Regions from separate parts of the Mus musculus genome. Here region 2 is linked to region 1. A link is a contact called in public Hi-C data. All regions are on one chromosome and are shown on one strand. Each heading gives the region's core, a stretch centred on a gene start, on an enhancer-like site or on the middle of the called end of the contact. The rest is flanking DNA. Distances are from core to core; before and after follow the strand shown.

What was found. A called contact is a pair of places that touch in the nucleus more often than the background predicts.
Region 2: a Hi-C map of the N1E-115 cell line shows a contact between it and region 1, with 2.6 times the contacts expected there. The contact joins two enhancer-like sites. A contact is called at or near these places in 2 of 484 Hi-C or Micro-C datasets (the N1E-115 cell line and bone marrow-derived macrophages) and 1 of 115 datasets of contacts at active chromatin or transcription factors (large pre-B cells).

The regions. Positions count from the first base shown.
Region 1 is chr8:10,604,560-10,609,759 of GRCm38.p6, forward strand. It overlaps Myo16 (myosin XVI), which reads left to right. Exons shown (of 35, transcript NM_001319151.1): 34 at 231-322. Among named protein-coding and RNA genes, the nearest start is that of Gm32330, 66 kb to the right of the region's middle. Within about 2 kb of position 2,027, at least 33 of the 459 cell types and tissues checked have an H3K27ac peak or open chromatin away from gene starts, as enhancers often do. A contact at or near this core is called in the N1E-115 cell line, where this site is marked.
Region 2 is chr8:11,082,858-11,088,057 of GRCm38.p6, forward strand. No RefSeq gene overlaps it. Among named protein-coding and RNA genes, the nearest start is that of Irs2, 77 kb to the left of the region's middle. Within about 2 kb of position 2,229, at least 39 of the 459 cell types and tissues checked have an H3K27ac peak or open chromatin away from gene starts, as enhancers often do. A contact at or near this core is called in the N1E-115 cell line, where this site is marked.

The sequences.
Region 1 (5,200 bases), core at 777-3,276:
GATCTGACCTGTTTGCAGTTTTCTCCCTGGCAGTATCTCTCTTCTTTTGCTTACTGAAACTACAGTAGCCTCAGATATTCCCATCTAGCTGCAAAATTTAATATCTGCTATTGTCTAATGGGTTAGTGCACAGAATATGACACTGTCTAGTTAACTACATATGAACATTGTTTTTCCCTTTCGACAAGGAGGTGCAAACTCACTACAGCTCTGTGTGTCGACTTCTACAGGTTTAGCTGAGGACGATGGGTGCTCAAGGCTGTGTCTGAGTGGCATGGGGACTTCATCATTTCAGAGAAATCGGGAGAGCCACACCACCCAGGTAAGGACACCCTGTCCTCCCCACACAGCAATGAGTGTAGTAAAACCATGGCAGACAGCCACTGAGTCCTGTTGATGGGTCTCCTTCCTGGTCTGAGAACTCAGGTAGTTCTCACTGCTGTCTGTGTGCTTTGTCTGAACATCTCTCTCTCTCTCCTCCATCTCAGCTGGCTGCAATTTTCTGCTTGTTTTGGAAAAAGAACAATGTCCCTGAACAGCTAAAAGCAAGCATTTTTTTTTTAAGTAGCGTATTGTAGACATCATTTTGCTGTGGTTCTTTAAAATCACTAGCTGCTGGTGGTGATGGTATAAAACCTGCTGACAGGGATGGTGTTTTCTGCATTTGACTTGGGGTAAAGTAGAAGACTATAGGGACAAAGACTTGGAGGTGTACTGTGTGGGGGGCTTCCAATGTCTCTGTTAATTGTGCAAGCATGAAATCTAAGACCCAGGGAAAAGATGGATGTTGTAGCACGTGTTTAAACTTCATTGAAGGAGAAGCAGAGATGGGCAGATGGCCGTCATTTGCCGGCTAGCCAGCTTAGCCTTCCCAGTGAGTTTTAGGCCACTGTGAGACTCTGTCTCAAAAAATGAATTCAACATCTCCCGAGGAACAACACTGAAGGTTGACCTCTAACCTCTACATGCATGACCTCTAACCTCTACATGCATGACCTCTAACCTCTACATGCACGCACACAGACATGCACGTGAATCTGCACACACATGTGCCTGTGTACACCTTTGCACACATATGCATGCACTCATAAGCCCATGAACCCATGCACATACATACACACACAAGTACATGCATGATACCATTTACTGTGAGAATATGGTTAAATTAAAAAGCCTTGTGTGTTTGTGAGGATTACATGTTCATGCACACCCTTTTTAACCTTAGATATTACACCAAAATAAAGATTATTCGGGATAAAATAATACCCTGGTGGTTTTAGAATGCAAAGGAATGCAGGACGAAGCCATCTTGTGGCCCTAAGGTTAGCGTTCGGGGACATATTTGATGCCACGTAGGCACAGCCGCATTATGAGCTGAGATCTTTCTAAGTAGCACTGATGAGGTGGCGTGAAAAAAAAATCAATAATTTTAATCTTAAAAATAAATCTCTACAGTAGGCAATCTGTGGAAATCACTTGTGCTGATCTATAGGTGCCTCGGTGGAAAGGAAATGCTGATTGGTAGGGATAATAAATTGTCTTAATCCTGCTTGTGTTCCTGAGAGATGTGTCTGCTTTGCTCTGCAAGCCTTACAGATGCCCAGCATGTGGCCATTCCAACCTCCCTGCCCTGCACAGGGGCTGCCTGTGTCAGAGTTGACTCCCCTGTACTACTCAGAATGCGAACCTGCCTGCCCTCTCTCAGCCACTGCGCTGTGCTTCTGGCTCAAGGAGCAGGCTGGAAGTAGGTTTGTGAAGTGCAGGCTCTGGATCTTCCTGCCCATTCATGGGTTTAGCTAAAAGACAGAGAACCTTGGGGGAAGTTTGGGGAATTATTCTCATCTCCTATTTCCAAAGAGGCTTTTGCGAATATGAACCCTCCCCTGGAAGAAGTACTCAGTCATCTCACCCTGCTTCCCCCAAGCATGGAAATCCATGCTCCTTTGCTGTCGTGCTGACTGGGGGCACTCAAATGTACAGCAGATTCCTTACTGCCGAGAAGCTGTGAGTTATGGGACATTGTGGTTAAACTGCCACACGTCCCCAGGATTTATCTCTTCTCTGACATTTATAGAGGAAGTACAGACACAGTCAGGCGTGTCGCCTTTTAGATTTTCTGCCAGAACAATTCCACAGGAATTGCATAAAACCAGTGCTGAACGGCAGTGGGATTAAAGGGAACCGCCAAATGAATCCCATTCTGTGCTTTTGTAATTAGTGTCAACGACACCCATTTAATAAAGATAAAATGTGGTATAAAGAAGACAGAGAGTTGGTCATTTGGCAAGGGTCAGATGGCAAGTTCGCTGAGTTCATGGGCAAGTTAAAACCACATAGCCTGCTTCTAAGGAGTTAAACGTAAGCTGCTAAGGGGGAGGCTGGGCCTTACCTCATTCTCCGTGTGCTTGAACTTATGTGGAAGACCACAGTGGACGCTCCTGGTCTTGTTTGGTTGGTTCTGGTCTCCCTCTACCATCCCTCAGCTACTCTGATGAATCAAAGGAAGACACTGGCTCTCTCCTTTCACTGTTTCCACAGCAAGACACACACATGTGGCAATGAGTCATGGTTTGCCTTAGAGACAAGGTAAGAGACCTAAAATGCAAGGCATGAAAAGCTCAGCCCCTCCATGTGTGCTCTTTGGTTGGTGATTTAGTCCCTCGGAGCTCTGGGGAGTCTGTTTGGTTGATATTGTTGGTCTTCCTATGGGTTTGCAAACCCCTTCAGCTCCTCCAGTCCTTCCCCTAACTCCTCCATTGGGGACCCCGTACTCAGACCGATGGTTGGCTGCCAACATCTATCTCTGTATTGGTCAGGCTCTGGCAGAACCTCTCAGGGGACAGCTATACCAGGCTCCTGTTAGCAAGGGCTTCTCTGTATGGGTGGGTGGGTGGAGGAGCTCCCTCATAGAAGCAGGAGGGAGGGAGGATGTGTGTGCACGTGTGTGTTTGTGGAGAGGAAACCAGGAACGGGGATAACATTTGAAATGTAAATAAATAAAATAGCCAATAAAGACTAAAAGAAAAAAGAAAAGCACAGCCCCCTTTGAGGACTTCCGGAATGCAGCAGAGGGATGTTAGAAGTCTGCTGTCTACCAGTCCAACTTTTCTTCAGATTTGCTGACCTAATGTTTCCCAAATAGCTGTACCCACTGGTGAAGTCCAGAGTTCATTCCGTCTGACTGACACTGAATACATTGTTACTAGCCATACAATCCATTTGTTTTCAAATGTGTCTTCTCTATACCAGGCATACAGTCTCCAAGATTATTGTGTTTGGTGCCCAGTGTTGAATCCTGTGCGTTGCAGGAAAGCATGTATTTCATAACGGATCCTCACCTCAGCACTTCTCAGGGCATGTGTGTGTGCGTGGGCATGTGCATGTGTGTGTATGTGTGTACGTGTGTGTGCGTTTCTGTGAGCATGTGTGTGTATGTGTGTACGTGTGTGTGCGTTTCTGTGTGCATGTGTGTGTTTGCGCGAGTGTGTGTGTGTGTGCACGCGTGCACACACATGAATGTGGAGGTCAGAAAATAGCTTAAAGCTGTCATACCTTGAATGCCATCAACCTCGGTATTAGGCCAGCCAGTGACCTTGTCTCTGCCTCCTCAGAGATCTGATTACAGTACCTGAGTATCTGATTAAGTACCACTGTGCCCAGTGCTTTCTTGTGGTTCTAGGGGATTTGAACTCAGATCCCTGCTTCTGCTTGCCAGGGAAATGCTTCGGAAGTATTTCCCTAGACACATACCTGTTCTTACTGTAGACTTACAGCCGTATCTGCCCAGACTGAGCCTCCACTTAACCGACAGTACTTGTTCTTTTCCTCAAGATAAATAATACATTATGCTTCACTGTGGGTTTTTATTAACTTGCAAAATGCAGTGCCTTTACATGTAAACAATGAAAGCTCAAGTCTCAATTAGAATAGTTGAAGATCACAGAAACTGGCGCTGCAGGCATTTACAGTCCTGTCAAGGCCCTGTGTTTTTGGTGCATTTGCTGGTGTGCCAGTGTGTGCTGTCATGAGCCGCAGTAGAATATTTGCATAGTCCTAGGCATGAATAACACCAGCCATAAATTACACCAGAATTCCACACACTGGTTCTTCGAGAATCTTGCAGATGCAAAGATAGAAGGAATTGTTTAGGTTAGAGAGGCATTGCTTGGGAATTCGACAGTATTTACAGGAACAAAAGGACATTTATCTATGTACATTTTATGAGATTTGAATAATTTTCTTTAGTGTCTGTGCTACTTGGCATGATTTGGTCTCTTAGAGGTTCAGCTGTGGAGAAAGAAAGACTCTGCAGTGTGTTCAATACTGGTAGCTCCAACTCAGAATATTTCCCTCTCCCTCTCTCCCTCCTCCTCTTCCCGACCCTCCTTGCCTTCCTCCATCTCTCTCCTCTCTCCTCCCACTCCCATAGCCTCTTCTCCCACTAAGCATCCTCCTCCCCACTGCCAGGTTGTCCATTGCTGAACCAGAGGGCTAGATCCTGTCACAAGAAGCCAGCAGACACCGCACAGCCTGGAGGTGTGTGGAGAGAATGGTAGTAGTGGAAACAAACTTCCCCAGGAATCTGCTGAGCACCTTGCTGTAGCACTCCCCTACACACTGATAAAGTGTCCACACTGCACACTGCTAGAGGAATGCTTCTCTTTTTCCTTCTAGCAAGTCTTACTTGCATTCACGTGCTTGCTTTACAGCAACAATTCTTCCATAGACTTTAGCCCCGCCCCCTGCCCCCAGCACCACCCCCTCCATTCCCACCCCCACCCTACCCCCTCCCCCTCCCCCTCAGTTATACTGTGTCCTTCCTTGTCTTTTCATGGCAGACTCTCACACACCTGGCCAAACTCTACAGAACCTTTCCTTTAATATTTCAAAGAATGTACAAAGTCACTGTGAGCATTGGCCATACCCAAATGCCCATCATAAGAGATCATTGATGGCCTTCGATAAATGCATTGCAGGCCGGCTTCCACAACCTTCATAAATACCTTGTCCACCCCTGACACAGCCGCTGGTGGAATACCAGACTGGGATCAATAGAAAATCGACCCAACCCAAGGAGCAAATTGTTACGTGGTTTGTTTTACTGAACCATCAAAGAAACCTCTTTGTAATGTCATACATCAACAAAATTAAGAATAGCAGGCACTAAATAAATTCAGTGTTTGCTTTCTATATTCATTAT
Region 2 (5,200 bases), core at 979-3,478, 480 kb after region 1:
GGCCATTGGTCACTTGTGAGTCCTTCTAGTACAGACCACAGACATGATGAGACAAGATATTCCCACTGACCCTGTCTGAACCTGAAGACATCACCTGTGCTTGATGCCATCTGTTTTGCTGTAACAAGAACAGTACTTTTTTTTTCTTTCCTTAGAATCCACGCACCGAAACTCTAACTCGCACTATGTCAGACTATGACTTGATTTGGTAGTGAGGTCACTGTTGATGTAGTTAGCCTGAAGCAGGGTGGATCCTTGATCTGTTATTGTCAATAACCTTATAAAAAGCAGGGTGGAGGAAGACAGAAGGGAAGTTAGAAGTCAGGGCAGGCACCTGGAGGCAGGAGCTGATGCAGAGACCATGGAGGGGTGCTGCTTACTGGCTTGCTCCTCCTGGTTTGCTCAGCCTGCTTCCTTATAGAACCCAGGACCACCAGCCCAGGTATGGCCCCACCCACAGTGGTGTGGGCTCTCCTACAATGAACGATAAATTAAGGAAATACCACATGGGTCAATTTTAGGGAGCATTTTCTCAATTAAGATTCCCTCCTCCTAAAATACTGTGGCTGTGCCAAGCTGACATAAAACTCCCCAGCACAGCAATCGAGTGGGATGGTCACTTTTCACATCTAAAGGAGGAAGGGCTTTCTTTTCTCACAGTTTCAGTGGGTTCAGTCATGCTTGCTTCACCCCATGTGGTTGGACCAACATCATGGTGGTTGGAGCATGAGGTAGAGAGAAGTGTCTCACAGCATGGCTGATTGGCAGGCAGAGGCAGAGGAAACAATGGCAGTCCATGGCTTTTTCCTTTTTCCCCCTTTTGTTTTGTGTAGCCCTCAGCCATTCACTCAGGGTGCATCACAGTTCCTCACTGAATCTTCTATGGACATACTTTCACAGACACGCCCAGACGCCACACCAAATTCTTCACTGATTCTAAGTCTGATCCCAAGATGAATGGGTACAGAAGGAAATGAGCTCTGTGGTGGATTCACCCAGCAAACATTTATTTAACACATGCAAAGTTCATACGGCAGCAGGCAAGGCTCAGAGAGGACTGGAAATGCCCCGCATGCCCCAAATGATCATCTTCGAGAAGCAGCACGTGGCGGCTCAGAACTAGCCCTGCAGGCTCTTGAGGTGAGAAATGGTCCTGGATTTCCGTGGCTTCCACGTGTGTGCAGAAGCCCTGTGGACTACAGGTGGCTCCCTCAGAAACTGGAGAAGACGCTGCTCTAGGCTGCTTTGATCTGGGCCTGGTGCCTCTCATCTTATCTTTGCTCACCAGATGTAGTTTTCAAAATCTTAGGCACTTTATATTCAGCTTCAGCTGGGCCATTTTCTCTGGGCTATGAGATTAATCTGCCCTGCACAACATCTTCAAGACTGGCCTGTATCTTTGGCAGAACAGAAGCTAGCCACCCTCACTGGAGGATGGCCAGATCTCAGCAGCCACTTCCTGCCAGAAGATCACACCCAACTCTTTGTTTTCAGATGTGCTCACAGATGCAGGCTCTCCCTATCTCTGAAAGAGCCTAATTTTTCTGGGACTACTTCCAGGGTCAGATCTTTGGGGATCACTCTTGACTAACAAATGGCAAAAGTTCCCAGGCAGCCGTATGGCTGTGGTGCATAGCCAAGGCACTGCTATGCACTGCAGTTCATAGCTCAGGCTCTGAGTCTCCGTTTCTTGGGTTTGACTCTGACTAAATCAAATATTAATACTTCAGGTTTTTATGTCCAGTTCTTCACTGAAGCTCGAAAGTAGGAGTGGCCTATGCCACACAGGGATGTTTAGAGAATCAATATCGGTGACCACCATGTCAGTCTTCATTAAGTAACAGCTAGAGATGCTGAACAAAGAGGGAGGTGTTCACAGTAGGTTCTATCTACCTGGAGTCAGTGCAGTTCTCAAGAGGGCAGTGCCATTTAGAAAGACCACTGCTATCTGCCTCAAGTCTACTCTCTGAGGTCTGTGAATGATAAACCGCACTGAATGTCCTGGCTAAAACATAATATATCAAGATGCAGCAGGGACGTGTTGATTACAAGATATCTTTCCTTTTGTCCCCTATAAGTTCAGCACAGGAATAAGGAGGCTGTACTGGTACCAATGTTCCTCATAAGGTCAGCTGCTTTTCTGTCCATCACGGGGAACAGAAAGGACCATGACCCAGCGAATGAAGGAGTAAACATCCCTTCTCTTGTTATGTTTGCCGACCAGTTCTAGCTTCAGGAAGGGGAGAGCCCCAGAGGTGAATGCCTGCCAGTTCGGGGATGAAAACAAAGCTGGATGATTTGGTATCTTTGTGGGAGTGGGCTCTGCACCCTGATCTTGGATTCCTCTGCAGAGCATGCAGTGGGATTCACCCACAGCAGCTTCTCTGTTGGAATCTGAAGATTTAAAGACACCAGAGAGAGGCAGGGAGGCAAAATAGGGAGAATCAGCTGCTTAGATCCTGGCTGCTCTTTCTACTGCTTCCCAGGGACTCTCTCCAAGGGGGAATTGGTGTTGGTATGACTCACACTGGGGGGTGCTGTGGCAAGGTTCCCTGAAGCTCTCCGCCTTACACAACAGGCCTGTGGCTCCCTCTCCCAATTGTAAACACTCACTGAGCACTTTGGATGTACTTGGCAGTGGATGTAAGAGATGAAGGCAGTGTCTCTCCTCTGTGCCAGGGGCCTGAGGGATAATTATGGGTGACAACATACCTGACAGGGTTCTGAAAATCTGAAAGATCTCCACTGCCATTGCTGCAGATTCTGTTAGGCATGCTGGGCTTTCCCAAGGACAGGAAACAAACCATTTCAAAGCGCAGTTCTCAATGAGCCCGTTCCTGTCTATGCCCATCATCAGAACGTAAGGAGCCGGACAAGTGTATCTTCTGTTTACATTCCCCTCAGCTGACCAGGGTTGTATGTGTTTGCTGTGAAAAAATGCAATGATTTGAAGTGTAGACACACTGAGGACTTGTTGCTCCTAGATGGCTAAGAACCATCACCTCGTGTTGTAAGTCACTGCTCTCCGAGCCAAGCAGTGGCCATCTTGGGAGTTCATCTATACTACCCTCTTGCAGAAAGAGTATCCAATCTGGGCTTGCTGGTTGTTTACACCTCCTCATGGAGGGGTGGGAAGGGTCACCAGACCATCACATGAGAGTGCAGCCACTCTCTACCATCTGTGGTATACAAGTCTGCCTTAATGCCTTGTGCTCTTGATGAGGAATGAGAGTATACACACAAGGAAAGACTAGAAGAAGGACTCCCTCTATTTGGCTGCAGGTAAACCCTATCCCTGCTGAGTGAAAGCTTTCCAGGGTGGCCTGTTGTGGGGAGGGGCATCTAGACCCCTCTAAGTAACCAATGCTCAATTAACCTCTGGTTCTCCAGAGTGGACTTTGGCAGAATCCTGCTTTCTGTGTGTTTGGGAACCTCAGTGGGAGGGGTAGAGGTTTTTGTCTGGTTAGGAATTTCAGTAGTACCTCACACAGCTCTCCTTTTCATGAGAGCATGTATATGATCTCTTGACACTTGTCAAGAGTCCAGGCAGTCGGCCTTCACCCTGCTCACCGGGCTGTGAAGTAAAACTCTTGAACAACCTTTCTCATCTGCAACTGTGTGTTTCCTGACTGGCATCTCCCCAACCTCCTTCCTACAGCCATCCCTTCTATTGTATGCTAATTTTTTCAAAATGTGCATACTCATGCATGTGCATATACATGCGTGTGCATGTAGATCAGTGTATGTGTGTGTGTGTGTGTGTGCTCAGACTAATTACTTACCAGATAAGAATATCTTTAAGAAAACAAAGATCTCTTACTTAAGGAATTCTGCAAAGTGCATTTATGCATTATTCCAGCTAATGAAGGTAATTAGATAACAAAAGGTTACGGAGGGAGAAGCTATTAAATCAACTTTTTAGATTAAGGGTCTACAGGAGGACTCTTCCCCAAGGACCACACTAAGGCATGAGGAGAACTGCAATTGAAAGATGTATTTGCATGAATTTGCATCTGATTTGTATGCCATTAACATATTGTGGCTTGGCTCTGAAGTCCTGGGCAACTTCAAGTTTTAAATGTCCCTTAAAGTTCCCCATGTTGGCATTTCCAAGCAGGATCCTATAGTCTGGGTACCTGGTCCCTGAGGGATCATATGTGAATTGTCGTTGATTCCAAGCCAGCGAGCAAGCGTATATCAACAGCAAGCATCACCCAGAAACCTTTGCAAGTCTTTTTTTAAAAGATTTATTTATTTATTTATTTATTTATTTATTTATTTATTTATTTATTTATTTATTATATGTAAGTACACTGTAGCTGTCTTCAGACACTCCAGAAGATTTGAACTCCAGACCTTCGGAAGAGCAGTCGGGTGCTCTTACCCACTGAGCCATCTCACCAGCCCACCTTTGCAAGCCTTAATGAGAGGCATGGAAGGGGACCAGAGCTTAACGAGCTGGCTGTGCAAGCACAAGGACCTGAGGTCAGACCCCTAGAACTTACTTAAAGCAGAATACAGTAGGGTAACCCCAGTTCTACTTCAGGGAGATGGGAGGTGAGAACCAGAAAATCCTCTCAAAGCTCCTTGCCCAACTAGCTTAGTGCGTACAGAGTCAAAATGCACAAGGTTTTGCCTCCAACAAACACATCTGAAAGCTAGGCCTTCCACACAGGAGGTATGACACAAACATGCCTGCGCTCACACATGAACACACACACACACACACACACACACACACAGAGAGAGAGAGAGAGAGAGAGACTGAGACCAAGAGACTGAAAGAGAGGGAAGGGAAAGGGGGGAGGGTGAGAAGGATGGAAGGAGGGAGAGAGGAGGGAGAGAAAGGGGGGAGAGAACAGCTTAGAGAGACTCTCAGATAAGTCAGGAAGGAGCAGAATGCTCCTTCTAAATGCCCCCTCCCTCTATGTGTGTTCAGCCTGGTTATTAAATCACTGGGACCTACATAGAGCGTTTAAGACTCTAAGTCAGAAGTTCCAAATCTAGTACCCCAGGGAGCATGGCAAACACCGTCTCAGGACACTGTTGCTGTCCCCACTCAGACACCTCATTTACCTGTTTGAGACCTACAGACTCTGTTCTCAGCTCACGACCAACTCTACCCAAATATAAAGTGGTCCCAAGAAGAGTCAGATGTCAATCTTCTGCACAATTTTCTTGGCATTTCCATTCATCGGTA